Linked DNA regions of Scatophagus argus: region 2 is linked to region 1. Evidence: chromatin contacts called from public Hi-C data. All regions are on one chromosome and are shown on one strand. Each heading gives the region's core, a stretch centred on a gene start, on an enhancer-like site or on the middle of the called end of the contact. The rest is flanking DNA. Distances are from core to core; before and after follow the strand shown. Region 1 holds the start of foxo3b (forkhead box protein O3B). Region 2 holds the start of cep57l1 (centrosomal protein CEP57L1).

Evidence for each region. Hi-C and Micro-C count contacts between places; a contact is called where the count stands out from the background.
Region 2: a Hi-C map of muscle shows a contact between it and region 1, with 4 times the contacts expected there. The contact joins the promoter of cep57l1 here to the promoter of foxo3b in region 1. A contact is called at or near these places in 2 of 2 Hi-C or Micro-C datasets (both in muscle).

The regions. Positions count from the first base shown.
Region 1 is chr19:7,970,011-7,976,827 of fScaArg1.pri, forward strand. It overlaps foxo3b (forkhead box protein O3B), which reads left to right and starts at 4,105. Exons shown (of 5, transcript XM_046372327.1): 1 at 4,105-4,246; 2 at 4,955-5,085; 3 at 5,422-6,147. The coding sequence starts at 5,593. afg1lb (lactation elevated protein 1 homolog B) reads left to right here. Exons shown (of 13, transcript XM_046372641.1): 13 at 402-1,682. The coding sequence ends at 560.
Region 2 is chr19:8,100,650-8,107,466 of fScaArg1.pri, forward strand. cep57l1 (centrosomal protein CEP57L1) reads left to right here and starts at 2,491. Exons shown (of 11, transcript XM_046372546.1): 1 at 2,491-2,722; 2 at 3,371-3,542; 3 at 3,655-3,843; 4 at 3,948-4,069; 5 at 4,260-4,373; 6 at 4,465-4,542; 7 at 4,835-4,924; 8 at 5,026-5,100; 9 at 5,208-5,470; 10 at 5,548-5,692; 11 at 5,913-6,463. The coding sequence starts at 2,702. The coding sequence ends at 6,119. sesn1 (sestrin-1) reads right to left here and starts at 1,046. Exons shown (of 10, transcript XM_046372331.1): 1 at 926-1,046.

The DNA.
Region 1 (6,817 bases), core at 2,855-5,354:
TTCACTTCAATCAGGATGAGAACAGATTAACTAAATGTTTTTTAGCTTGTGTATTACACACTTAATTAAGGATAATATCATTAACATGGTCTGCTGCAGCATATGGTTGTTAAAATTTCACGTTAACAGTTTTATTACATATTCATAATTTTAAGCTCATGTAATTTTTAGCCTGTTATGGAGTCGTTATGTTATTTAACATTGTACATCATTGTTGAGGTGTTTTTTCTTCTTCTTCTCCCTCTCTCTCTCTGTTTTTAAATTGTTAACATCCTCTTTTCCCATTTTCACACTCACGTACTTACACTCACACACACCCTGATCCGGCAGCTCCAAGAATCAAACAGGCAACCTCCTGGTGTTAATCCTGTTTCTCTAACCCTAACGTCTCCTCTCTCCAGGAGGCAGCGGAGCGCCTGACTCTGTTCACAGCCGAGGAGGAGATCTTTGCCTTCCAGAGGACTGTTTCCAGACTCGTGGAGATGCAGACGGAGTCATACTGGATGGAGGGAGACCGCAGTTACAGCAAGACACACATCAACAGCGAACATGCTCACTGACTGAGAAGCATATACTTCCAAGCAACACAGTACCTCGCGAACTACTGACGCTGCATAGGAGAAGTTCCTATTTGGCAGAAATAGAAGTGAACAAGTCTTTTTTGGGAATAAGCAGTAGTTTTGCTCAAGTATATTCAAGACCTGATATCCACAGTGAAATTAGATACCTGTTTTCAATTTAGATGTGACTTGTCGCTGTCTTATGAATGTTTTACTGTCGGGTCCTCCTCTGTGAGGTGTGCTCTCTCCCTCTTGTGGACTATTTGTTTTAAAGAATATGGAAGCCTCTCCAACATGAGTGAACAACAAGGCAAGCAGGTGCTCACTTCACAGAGGGAAAGGGGGCCAAGTGTCCTCAGAGTAGTTGACTGCTGCCCTCTAGTGGGTTAAAGGAAAAGGGTAAAATATTCTCAAGTTGGCGGTTTTAACAAACGGTGTCAGTCATTGTGCAGGTCTTGAATAAAACCTCAGTTGTTTAAAACCCTGTATAAATTCAAAATGTTATGCATGATATTAATCCATGTATTTCATGAACTAGAATTCAGAGAAATATGGATGTGTCTTTGTGTTAAGCTCCGTGGCTGTTAGATGGGCACTGATGTCTCCCAGGTCTTAATCAAGTTAAGCTGCTCTTGATCTTGAACACGACTTTAGCAAGATGGTTTGACCACAGCTGTTGTTGTTTCTGACACTGTACTTTGTGACTGTTGAAAAGGGAAATTTGTCTTGCATTGTTACATGCAGTGGCATAGACAACTACAGGCTGCAACACTATAGTAAAAACATCTCTATGTAATAAAGTTGTCAAGACAAGCAAGTTTTGTGATCTGGTTTCTGGACTTTTCCTGAAGTCTGGGCATCCAGGGGCGTGGCCAAGATCAACAGTCAACTCTGCTTTTAAAATATACACAAATAAACAGAACAAAAAGTAGTAGAAGCTTAAAAGATGCAATAGGAAGTAGTTGATCTCATGTGCAACATATAAGAAAATATGAATATTGCAAATATTACATTTTTGTCACATTTTGTAACCTTGACTTTTTTTTTTTGGTATGAAGTGTGAACTATCTATATTTTTCTCATAATTAAAATGCAGACAGAAATTTTTAGTCTGGAGTGTTTTAGAAGTTCTTCCTTTGTGCCAGTAGGTGGCAGCAATGGGCAACCAATTGCTATAAGGTTTGTTATTGCGTCCATGTTAAGGATGAGGTCATCCTAGTGCACCACTCCAGCCCGGACCAGCCCACCCTGACAAGTCAGAACAGTGAGCAGCACCCACCGAATCCACATCAGGGGCGCTTTATACTGTGTTTGTACCAAATGTCCACAGCCAGAGCCAGGATCATCACAAAAGTACAAAAACATCAGAGTGAGTGTATCATCTCTTTAGATTTAAGCGACAGTAAATGGCTTTGAGTGTATGTGCAGTTGCATGGATGCGTGCATGGGAGCATACACACAACAGTAGGGGGGTGTCAGTAGCAAGGCCACAAGTCTTTCTCACCATAACTCTCAGTTAAAGGAAAATCAATCACACCCATGCCAAGGCCCCTAATCCAATCAGAGCATTATGCTGTTTTGGGGGGAGGCGGCGATATCAAACGCAAACAGAGATGGCCACCATGCTTTGTGACTGTTGTAATTGGATGATTCACACTGGATTAGACTGGTGGTCGTATAGTCTCCATCCTCTCTGGACAGCAGTCTTGATGCTCTGTGCTGATGAAGGGAAGACGGGGAACAGTTCACCTTTTGTCTTTTGGATCAATCACACGATGTGCATTAAATTTAGATTCGTACGGTCATAAGACTTTGATGTTGGAAGGCCTGGTAAATATGGATGAAATCGAGTTTTGAGCCAAGTTGACTACAGCAATATGTTAAAGACTGAATTGAGCTCAGATCTTGTCCTAATATGAGTGTTTAATCAAGTTCTCCATCCTCTGGATTATGCTGTTCAAACCTGAAAGACCTGGTAAAGTGTTGGGTTAAAAGGGTCACATGTGAGGAAATAACACAAATTGATTGCGGTTGTTTGCATGAATATGTCTTATGCAACTCTATCATAGCCTGTAAATGGGCATCTGGGGTGTAAGATGGTTTATCTTGCACAGAATAAACTGGCCTAATACAAAATACACTGCAGCAGAGTATTGAAATAGCATGTCTGACACTTCTTCTGGACTTAGGCCTAATGTGTGCAGGCACACACAATTTGGAGTTTTAAAAAGCTGTTTCAATCCTTGCATGTCCGCTAATAAATAAAGAGGAAACAAAATAACTGCTTTACTTAATGATTGCCAATAGCAAAATAGCAAATTTCTTCTTCTATCATCTAAATGTAAAATTAAAAAAGATTCTAAACATGAGGCAAAGTAAAACAGTATTTCTGCACGTGCGCACACACACACACACACACACACACACACACACACACACACACACTCTCAGACATCCTAACCTCTCTCTGTACATCCAGTGGGCGGTTAACTCTATAGTTCTCTGCAGGAGCCAAACTGCTGCATCAGGTATTCTCTTTGATGTGAGGGGAACAAAAAAAACCATCACATCACAATGCGTGGATCGTCTATCTCCTGTAATCCTGTACAGTCCACACTCCAGACTGCTGCTGTAAATGACCGTGTGTGTGTGTGTGTGTGTGTGTGTGTGTGCTGTGCCAATCTGGGTGTCGATGACCACAGTTAAACGGTAACATCCAAACTTGTTGGGGAGCATGTCTGTCAGCCTGCTGACAGTGAACACTGTGGTGAAAATAAAACACAGGCAGGCACAATAATATTTATGTTATGTTATGTTATGTCCAAAATAAAAGCACAATATCATATACTGATATAATAATAACATACTATTGTGATGTCAAATCAAAACTAAAATAAATGTACCATAAACACAACATAAAGTCAGTGTGGTAATATTCAAGCAATATCTTGTAATGGTCAGCTGTGAACGCGCATTCCTGCACAGAAATCGTGAGCACACGCAGGTGGACGCGCACCTTGCATGTCAGGCAGCCCTCGGTGGAACAAAGAAGATGTGGACGAGGCTGTTTTGATCTGGAGGAGGAGGAGGAGGAGGCGAAGGAGGAGGAGGAGGAGGAGGAGGGGGGTGTCCAGAACATCACTTACAGGATGGAGAACCATCTAGGATTTCTGCCCTTATCTCTCTGGCTAATAAACGCGATGACATCATCCTGAACGAGATTGACCAGTTCTCCAGAAAAAGGGGGCGTGGCCTGAAAGCCGTGACGGTCGTGATTGACAACCTGGTTCTTTGATTAAAGGCACAGTCAGCTGCTGAAATGAGTGATGTGAAATCAAAAAAAACTATACGGGTGTTTAAGTACGTGATGAGTTAATATTTCAAATGTTTTCACCATGAGGTGTCATCATGTCAGAAACATATACTGGAATGCTACATTTTGTAAATAGTAGTTAATCATTAAAATTACTTGTAGGCTAATATTATGAAACATGGGATAATGTTAGGTGGACCCTGGTGGAAAGTTTTTGTATGTTGTACATTTTTGGAGACATTATTTTTAAAGGTGTTTTTGAAGCACACTTTTTGTTCCAAAGCTGTAATTAGCTGATAAAATCTGCTGTGGAGGTGAGACAACTCATTCTTTAACAGGAAATCATTACTTACATTGGCTGCTACTTTAAAATGTAAGTATTGGCTGGTTTTCTATGTCTTCTGCAGTATTAAATTAATGTCTGATTGTTGGGCCATGTGTTGGGACAAGACAAGTAATTAGAATATGTCAACTTCTGCTCTGTGAAACTGACACCTTTTTTGTTTTTATGAACCAAACAATTGATTAATCAAGAAAGTAACTGACACAATAATTGACAATAAAATTGTTAGCTGCACCAAAGGGACACCTGTAGTATCCACCACACACGTATCCTACGCTTGGTTGTCATTTGAACGCACCTTTTATCAGCACAAAAATCGACAGTAAAAAAAAAAAAAAAAACTTTAAAACTTTAATGGTTCCCTCTTATTCTTCTTCTGTTCTATCCCTCTATTTCTGAACCTGTTAACCGACATGTCAGGACGTGTCCCAGCCTCCACCTGCGCACAGATCGCTCCGTCCTGTTGGACTGTAGTGTCTCTTTAAAAGGCGATCCCATGCACAGGATCCAGGGGGCTGGCCCTTGATCGACTTGCATGCGCGTGTGTGAGTGTGTACGTAAGCGTGTGTGTGTGTGTGTGTGTGTGTGTGTGTGTGTGTGTGTGTGTGTGTATGTGCGCGCGCGCGGCGTTGTGTGGAAGGCAAATCGAGATACAGTAGTAACCCAGAGCGAGGTGGCAGCCTTATTCCACATCGACACTGACTTGCCCTGCACACAACCTATCTGTCTGTATCGCAGAGCGCACTTGAGGAGTGAAAGAAGAGAGAGTCAAGATGGCATCTGGAACTAGCCGTGGACAATCCGGGATCTAGTCTCTTCTGGGTTTTATTCATTTGGCACCACGGAGCGCGAGTAACTGGTCGTGCAAGGTATTTCATTTAAAGTGTTGAGAGCGCATTTATTTCCCAGAGAGATGAGGTTTGAGCACTTTCTTCTGCCATAGATCTCCCGTGGGTGGATTCAGACCCCTTGCACCAGGACGGGATTTTGTGTGGGGCTCTTATTAACGAGCAAGTAGTGTTTCATAATGAAGCGGAGCTTAGAGAATCGCTTTATTTCAATCTGTTTGTAGTTTGTTGTAACTCAGCTTACAGAAATAGGTTGCAATGACTATCCGCCGCCGTGAGTATCTTTCAAGCTGTGTTTTAACTCGGACCTAACCGAATGTGTTGGGTTTATTCTTTCTGTCTCTGTATCCTCAACAGGCGTTAATAACTTAAGTTGCTCCTGGTCCTGTTGGGACTTCGCTGGTGTGGAATAGCAACAAAGGACGGGAGCGCGCATTCATGGGACGCGACTTTGACAGCTCCACATATCTTGTCTTGTAACTTTATTACCTGGCAGCGGGGGCGAGATTGTGACCGGAGCAGAAGATCATGGCTGAGGCTCCGCTCCCCGACCCACTCCCGGACTTGGACGTGGTCATCGATCCGGATTTCGAGCCCCAGCAGCGGCCCAGATCTTGCACCTGGCCGTTGCCACGACCAGACTCTAACGCGGTGAAACCGGAGAGCCATGACACAGATATTATACCCGAGGAAGAGGATGATGAGGAGGATAATGCCACCCCGACAGCCATCAGTGTCAATGGCCCTGGCCTGGCGACAGAGGACCAGAGCAGCAACAGCCCCGTAGCCGACGGAGCGCTCTCCTCTCCCGGCCAGGAGAGCGGAGGCTCCCCGCTCTCCACGCACTCCCCGACGTCCACCTCTGGCGCTCTGACCCCGAGCAGCTTGGCCCAGCAGACCCCAAGGAAAGCATCATCTCGCCGGAACGCCTGGGGTAATCTCTCCTACGCCGACCTTATAACCAAAGCCATTGAGAGCGCGCCGGACAAGAGACTGACACTGTCCCAAATTTATGACTGGATGGTGAGATCCATCCCCTACTTCAAAGACAAAGGCGACAGCAACAGCTCTGCGGGATGGAAGGTAAGAGTCGTCCCACTCACCAACCCAGCCCCCCCCCCCCCCCCCCACTCCCCCTTCCTCCATCAAAACAAAAACAAAAAGCATGTGGCTTGTAAACCCACTGACGTACACACACACACAGCCCGACGCACGCACACAATTATGCCAGCGCAGTCGTGTTTTTACTAGCGTCCATTTGGAAAGTCTGGCACTCATTATTCCTCTCATTATCATTCTAATGGAAATTACAGATCAGTTCGAAAACGTCGAGAAAAAGGGGGGGGGGGTGTATCACATCAGGGAGGCATTTAAGATCATTAATCTCTTTAAGCAGCGTGGGGTGCGTGGGGTTTGGTGACCTACACATAATTATCTTTTAAATTGACTCAAACGTGATGTACTGCACTTATTCCTAGACATTTTATAGGCAAACAAGGTTGGGCAGATTTGATTGAATCTGCATCAGATGCACTCCCTTTGTCTCTCTCTCTCTCTCTCACTCCCTCTCCTTAAACTTGACGTTTCTGATGAGTTATGTGGATAATATTCCTCTGAGGCCACAGTCACATGTCTGGAATTAGAGCAAACAGAGACGTTGTAACCGGTTTGTCTGGAAACACAGTAGCCTATTTTGAGTGACGCAACCCCGTTTAAGACTCGGAGAATGATACAGTTACATAAGACAGTTTAC
Region 2 (6,817 bases), core at 1,241-3,740, 130 kb after region 1:
CCTGACATTAGCTCTTCACTGATATATACATTTTGTGTATATTTCAGCCAATAAATCACAAGATATTGCAGTAGAAATATGCCTAAAATGTGTTTACTGCCATTTAGAAACAGTACTGTAGATTGAAAATTTACTTTGTACTCTGGAGTACTTTATTTAGTTTAATTTCAACTTTAAAATGTCCTAGCAGTCCTCTTTCAATCCTCTTTGTATGTATGCATTTTTATATCCCCTTTACATGGGGAGTAAATTGTTTGTGGATAAAATAACCAGACAGGACACAATAAAACAAATTAAATACCCACATAATTCAAGGCGTTTCATCACCAATAAAATATTGCTTCAATCAGCTGTTGATTTGACTGGTATCACGTCGATATCAAAGATATAACCTCAGTATAAATGGTATGTGGTCAATATATGCAGCCTATATGTTATCTCTAAAATATCGATACAGGTATTGGCCCTAAAAAGCCAGGATCAATCTGGAAATAGTACAAGGATTTAAACCGATATCGTGCTGAAAATCTTAACGCTGATATTTGGTCTGACACCAACTAGTGAGAAAAAAACACGGTTAAAGAAGTACAGAGTATTTACCGATGTTAAGCAATCATAATCTAGCGGTTAGAATATCATTGCCTCCTTTGCTTTAGCAAACGATAATGAATCGACGTCGGTTCGTAGTGAAAGGTTCTTTATTTAAATGCTGGACACACCGTGATTAAAAATACAAAAACACGCAACTTGTCAGTTAGTAGGTCCATTCAATCTCTCTCTGCCTTTCTTTCGCGTCAAGGCTTTCAAGCTGCCAGTTAACAAAGACACCAGCAAAGTATAACAGAACCGCGGCGAAAACCACATTCCTACACACAAAACTTTCGCTGTGAACCAAAACCATAAAGTGTCATTCTCAAATACTCACTTTATCCACATTCTTTGGTGCAGTTCTTCTGCTACGGGACGCCTTGATACAGCACTGACCAGTAACGTTAGTCCCAGGGTAGAAAGGATAGGAGGCAACAACTTGAGGGTAAACATTTGATTGACAGAACGCGTTGGCCAATGAGAAGAGACCATAGGCTTTCTAAGGCGTTACTATGTGGATTCTAATAAATGATTGGTTGAAGGGTAGTTGTCGAGCTCGCGGGGGAAGGTTTTGTGGGAGATGAATTCTCTTCGTTCGGTGTATGTCTTGGATTGTATGTCTTCAAAACGACATCTCCCATCATGCATTGCGACGGCCGGAGTGCCCCCCCCCCCTTGTTTATCAGAAATAACTGAAAGACATACAGAAGGGGGGGAGAGAGGGAGACGGAGAGATTGTATATTTACACTTTGTTTTGTATTTAACCTCATTTGTATTCAAGTAACCTGCCAAACTACAAATGTAAACGGTCAATGCTAGTTGGACAATACAAGCACAGAAATGTTGTTGTCATTACTGTCTGAAAGATGTTTAAATTGGATGCCCTTCAAGTCTGTGTTAGGGACAAAGGTGTTGTCTCCAACAATAAAACAGGTGCACACTTATGCAGAGGAAACAAGAAGAAGTTTTACAGAAACTCTTATCTCAGTGCAGCACACCTGCCACGCTGCTGGCTCGTAGCCTTTTGCTGCAGCAGGTTATTTACATACTGCTGTGCAAATGTTTACGGGCTGATTGATTGATTTACTGCCTGAAGACACTTTGCTAACCAAAAATAGCTCAAGTGATCTGTAAAATGGCTTCCACTATTGTTTTATTTTTTATTTAGCTTTGGTTTGTTTTTATGAAAAGGGCATACAAACACATGCATGATGAACCTGAACTTCTGATTTTGCAAACAACAATCTATCAAGCTATCTTAATTCACAGAGATTAATTAAGGATATGGTCTGAGGACATGAAGGTCCATGTTCAAGTTATAATATAGCAGAGTCCATTGTAAATCGTCTACAACCTTGTAGGAACCTGTTTATTTCATTGCAATCTTTTTTTGAAAATAATTTTTGAGCAATGCATTTAGGAAATCAAGCAAAATTACTCCTGATACATACATTTTCCTGCCAACGATGTAGCAAGGTTTTAGATTTTTCACTGGGTTTTAGGTTGGTTTAGATTTTCTTGAAGGCTAAGTGCTGAGTATTTACATGCATTTGTCTAAAACATATAAATAAACATCCTTCTGAGTAGTGACTAACCTCTCAGCATGTGAGTTTCTTTTAAATGCCTATCAGTGTTTAATCTGGGTATGATTCATTTCCAGTATTTCGGTACTTTAATTCCGTCTTGCTAAAATGCTTCCTCTAATGTGAAGTGGCTGTGGGCCTGTTTTGTTTTTGGGAAGAGACTTTTATTCTGAAAAATGTCACCTTTTTTTTTTTAGATCTAAATCATCTCAAAGTATTTGATGGTGTGTGTGACAAAACCTTTAGCAGATACATGTATTTATTTTGAGCTACACTGAAAAGTCTAGAACATTGTGAACTGGAGAGGTGGAGGAGGAAACAGCACGCAGGCGGAACCTCTGTGACGAGGGCGGCAAAGAGGAGGGAAATTTTAAAAAGTCCGGACTGCCTGGTGGTGACAGCACAACTGAATCGCTCTAAGAAATCAGTTAGCTACATAAAAGCGTTTGGAAATTACACAAGCAGTCTAGAAATATTAGATACAGATGCATAATTGCTTCGAAACAAGTATCATCCTCTATGTGACACGATGGAGAGTCATTACGACCAGGTAATATTCCCTATATCAGCCGTTAGCTGTGAATGTGGCTAACACATTAGCTTTAGCATTGTTTTCGTTCGCTAAGTTGTCGTTAGCTGCTACTTTCATCGAGTCTATAAATACGTTAGGGTGTTTGCAGTGGGAGGTCATCGTCGCTTTATGTTGAGATAACAAATTATCTTAACGTCATTTTGTTAATAAATCGAGTTGCTTTTGCTTACACGTTAGCAACTTCGAAATTCCTGAAGCTTCTAGGAGCGCAACTGTGCTCTTGTTTGTGTAAACAGCCTCATTGTTGCGGAAAGCTGCTGCAGTGCTTAAACGATTGTTCGATTTATCGGTTAGCATTAGTCCATAGTCCATAACAGCAATTTTGGACAGTCGGTGTTATAAAGCTTTTACACAGAGAATAAACAGAGCATAGCATACCCATATCAGAGCATTTTTTGTTTTATGTTATTGTAATTTGAATATCTTTAATATGTTTGACTCAATATCAATCAATCATAACAACCCATTTAAAAACCTCACCTTGGGCTGCGGAGACCTATTTTATGCACATTTTATGAATTAAATGACTAATCGATACTGACATGTATTATTTGTTGTAGCCTTCTTACAGTTACTAAAGCAACTGCTTCTTCTTCTTGTCTGTAGATTTTAGATTCACCCTCAAAAAACAGTTACATTGGGAGCTATTACCAGCCTCCAGACAGGATACTTCCAAAACCAAGACAGCTAGAGCTCTCTGCACATTCATCTGTCAGCACGGACCCACAGATACACAGCCCTCAGACGTCGCAGACTAAACCTAATATTGACAGCAGAGGTATGACGTAGCCATTTTGTCAGCCTTCGTGCCTCATGCTGTGCTTTTGTTATGGTCACCTTCTACTATAGTTCCTGGGTATGCTTTTCTGTTCTTATTACCTGCTCTTCAGCTGTTGTTGATGCACTGAAGACCCTTCAGCAGAAAATCCGGCGGTTGGAGCTGGAAAGGAAACAAGCAGAGAGTAGCTACCGGCAGTTTTCCCGGGATGCTCAGAATCATCACCAGGTCACAGCATCTTACATGGTGCCCTGTCAGCCAGCAGCCAGCCTCCCTGAGACAGATAACTCTAGCAAAAAAGGTAAATGACGGAGAGTGCAAAGGGAGAGGCCACTGCAGTTTCATTATCCATTATGGAAAATCGGTCCTCTCTGTTAATTGTCGTGTCTGTGTTTATAATAACAGAGTTGGACTCAAAACTGCACTCTGCAGAAGCTCGGTGTAAGGTTCTTGAGAAGCAGCTGGATTACATGAGGAAGATGGTTGAAAATGCTAAGAAGGAGAGGAATGCTGTCATGGAGAATCAGGTAGTGCAAACAGCCACAAACTGAAAGAAAGAAAATTATTTTTTAAAAGTAGTCCCTAACTATAAAGCTAATATGATCTAGAGAAACTGAAGTCTGGAAAACACATTGAATAACAGAGTAACACAAATTGTGTGTACTGGAATAATGCATGTTATCATATCGCTATAAAATTTGTTTTCCTGCCCAATAGGCTTCTTTGCAAAAGCAACAACCAAGCAGCTCAAACCCCCAATCTCAGTGTGAAAAGCTGGAGAAACTTGAATCAGAGTGTCTTAAATTGAGTAGAACCCAAGCTCTGGCAGAGGTAATTCGCAGTGTTCCAGTTGATTATTATAAACACCTGCCATCATGAGCTAAATGATGAGAGCATTATCTCAACATAATGTTCCTTTCAGACGAAGCTTGCCATTCTGGAACAAAAACTACTGAAAGAAGAGCATGAACGTCAGCTTGTGCAGGAGAAAGCAGACAAGGTCAGTCCACACATACGCTTCACTTTATGTGCCAACTCTTTGAAGTAACAGTGACACAAGAATCGAGAGAAAAACACAATTTTTCATATTTTTGTGTTTTTATATCAAAATTCCATTACTCTGACTCCTATTAAATGTTCTCCAGTGGGTTTTAAATTACATGCAATTAACCGTTTTATAATGGCAAACTACCAGCAAAGACCTTGAAAAGGAAAAATTTAAGTAAAATAAAATGAAATAAATACATGACATTTTCCTGACTTCAGTCGTCGTATTATTGTCATTTCCATAGCTGCAGAAGGAGTTGGACATCAATCTTCGATTGTCTCTGACTACTACAGAAGAGATAAAATCAAAGAGGAAAACAAAAAAGACCACTAAGGTACTTTTCTTAGTGATAAAGCTAATTAAATGTCTGTATTTAATTGATAAGGAAAATATTAGTTTGCACATTGTGGTGATAGCAGCTGTCTTCTACCTCAGAAAATCTCCGGACAGGATGAGTTAGCATCACCAAGCAGCCCAAGGCACAAAAAAATGCCCTTTGTTGCAGGGACGGTAAGTCAATTCTGCTGTTCTGCGTGAACTCTGAAAGGCATGTATTATTTACGGTCTCCCTTTTTTGATTCCTTTTGATTGATTTTGATCTCTCCTACCTCATACAGTCAACGAGCCCAAGCCACTCAGTTCACGCCAACATACAAAGCATACTCCACATGATGAAGCACCATCAGCCCCAACTGTGTGAACAAGTGAGTGCTCTGCAGAGATCTGGTTGCAGAGTTAAGAAAAGCCTCCAGAAAGACTTTTCTCAATCTTCCAAAACTTCCCACAAGCCTGACAGGGATCCCGAACAAGCAGATCAGCCACTGGGCTCACTTTCTGACCTGCTCCTGGCTCTGCAGGATGAGCTAGGACAAATGAGCTTGTGAGTAAATGTTTTTTATTATTATTTTGTTTTTCTTTTACATATTTAATCATTTGTGTCTGTATTATTTTTGTCAGTGAGCATCAAGAATTGATGAGTCATATAGATGCAACCAGTCATCAAGAGCAGAGGCAGGATCTGCAGAGAGAACTGGAGAGGTTGGTCGCCAGGATGGAGGAGAAGGGAGCTCAGATCACTAAGCTCCGCAAACACCAGCAGACGGTACATAAACCATCACTCGATGGCGATCCAGAGGCTCGTTTGTAAAGATGGTCAATTGCACAATTTATTACCTCATGAAGGAACTTTGTAGATGTGTGAAAGTGTTGCATGTCAACAGAAATTTAATTAAGTCCAGTGTCTGTAGTGTCAGCTCATTTCCATCCATATTTATGTAGCTAGTGTATATGTCTAATGTTTTCTGTCTTTGGCCCCTTCACAGGTCCATAAATTGACCCAAAGCCAACCACGTGCTGTGAAACACACAACCAACAAGTCGAGTGGGATCAAGCCCCCAATTCCTTCTCCTGTTAAGGCTAAGAAGAAAGGAAAGAAAAGTGGGGCCATTCAGAACAACCTGCAGCTTCTCAGAGAAACGCAGAAGTTCAGAAACAGCCTAAAACAAGATGACCTCTCCTGGGAAACATGAGCTTCTCTTAAAGATTTTTCTCTGTGTGGACTTTGATACCACAGCTGGCTGAATCGCAGGACTCCCCTGTGGTTCCGTGCCTTCGTCTTTCCCTTCTCTTCAGATGGACTCTGATACAAGTCTAGTAATAAAAGAGGGAATAAAGTGTGTTTTTTGTGTGTTTTTCACAGGACCTAAACACCTGGGTGATTGACTGGATGATTAACTTAAATGAAATATTGTACATACAGTGTCCTTCATAAATAGATGATCTGTGATTCATGAGCCATGACCTTACATCTCATCTCATATGAATTTTGGGTAATCTATTTTTTAACATTTAATAATAAAGATTATTCTCTACACATTTTTGTTCATGTTTTACTCCTGTCAACACAAATGTTTTTCTTTCATTTTTGTTTGGACTTCATACCACTAGGTGGCAGTGCTTCGCCTATTTTTATTGTACAAATGTGAAGGTTTTTAACCCCTGACACACCTAAAATTTGCATGTATAATAATAAGACATATCTTTATAATGTTTCATGGAGCATCAAGCTCCTACTGTCCTGGAACAGTCTATAATTGAGATGGGTGAAATGCTTTGTGAACTCTAAGAGCAGCTGGCTGGACAGCTGAGTAAATGTAGCCCTGACCACAAGGCAAACGGATGTGGCTTTTATCGCTATGCTCAAGTGGGAGGAACTGCTTTTTGACAC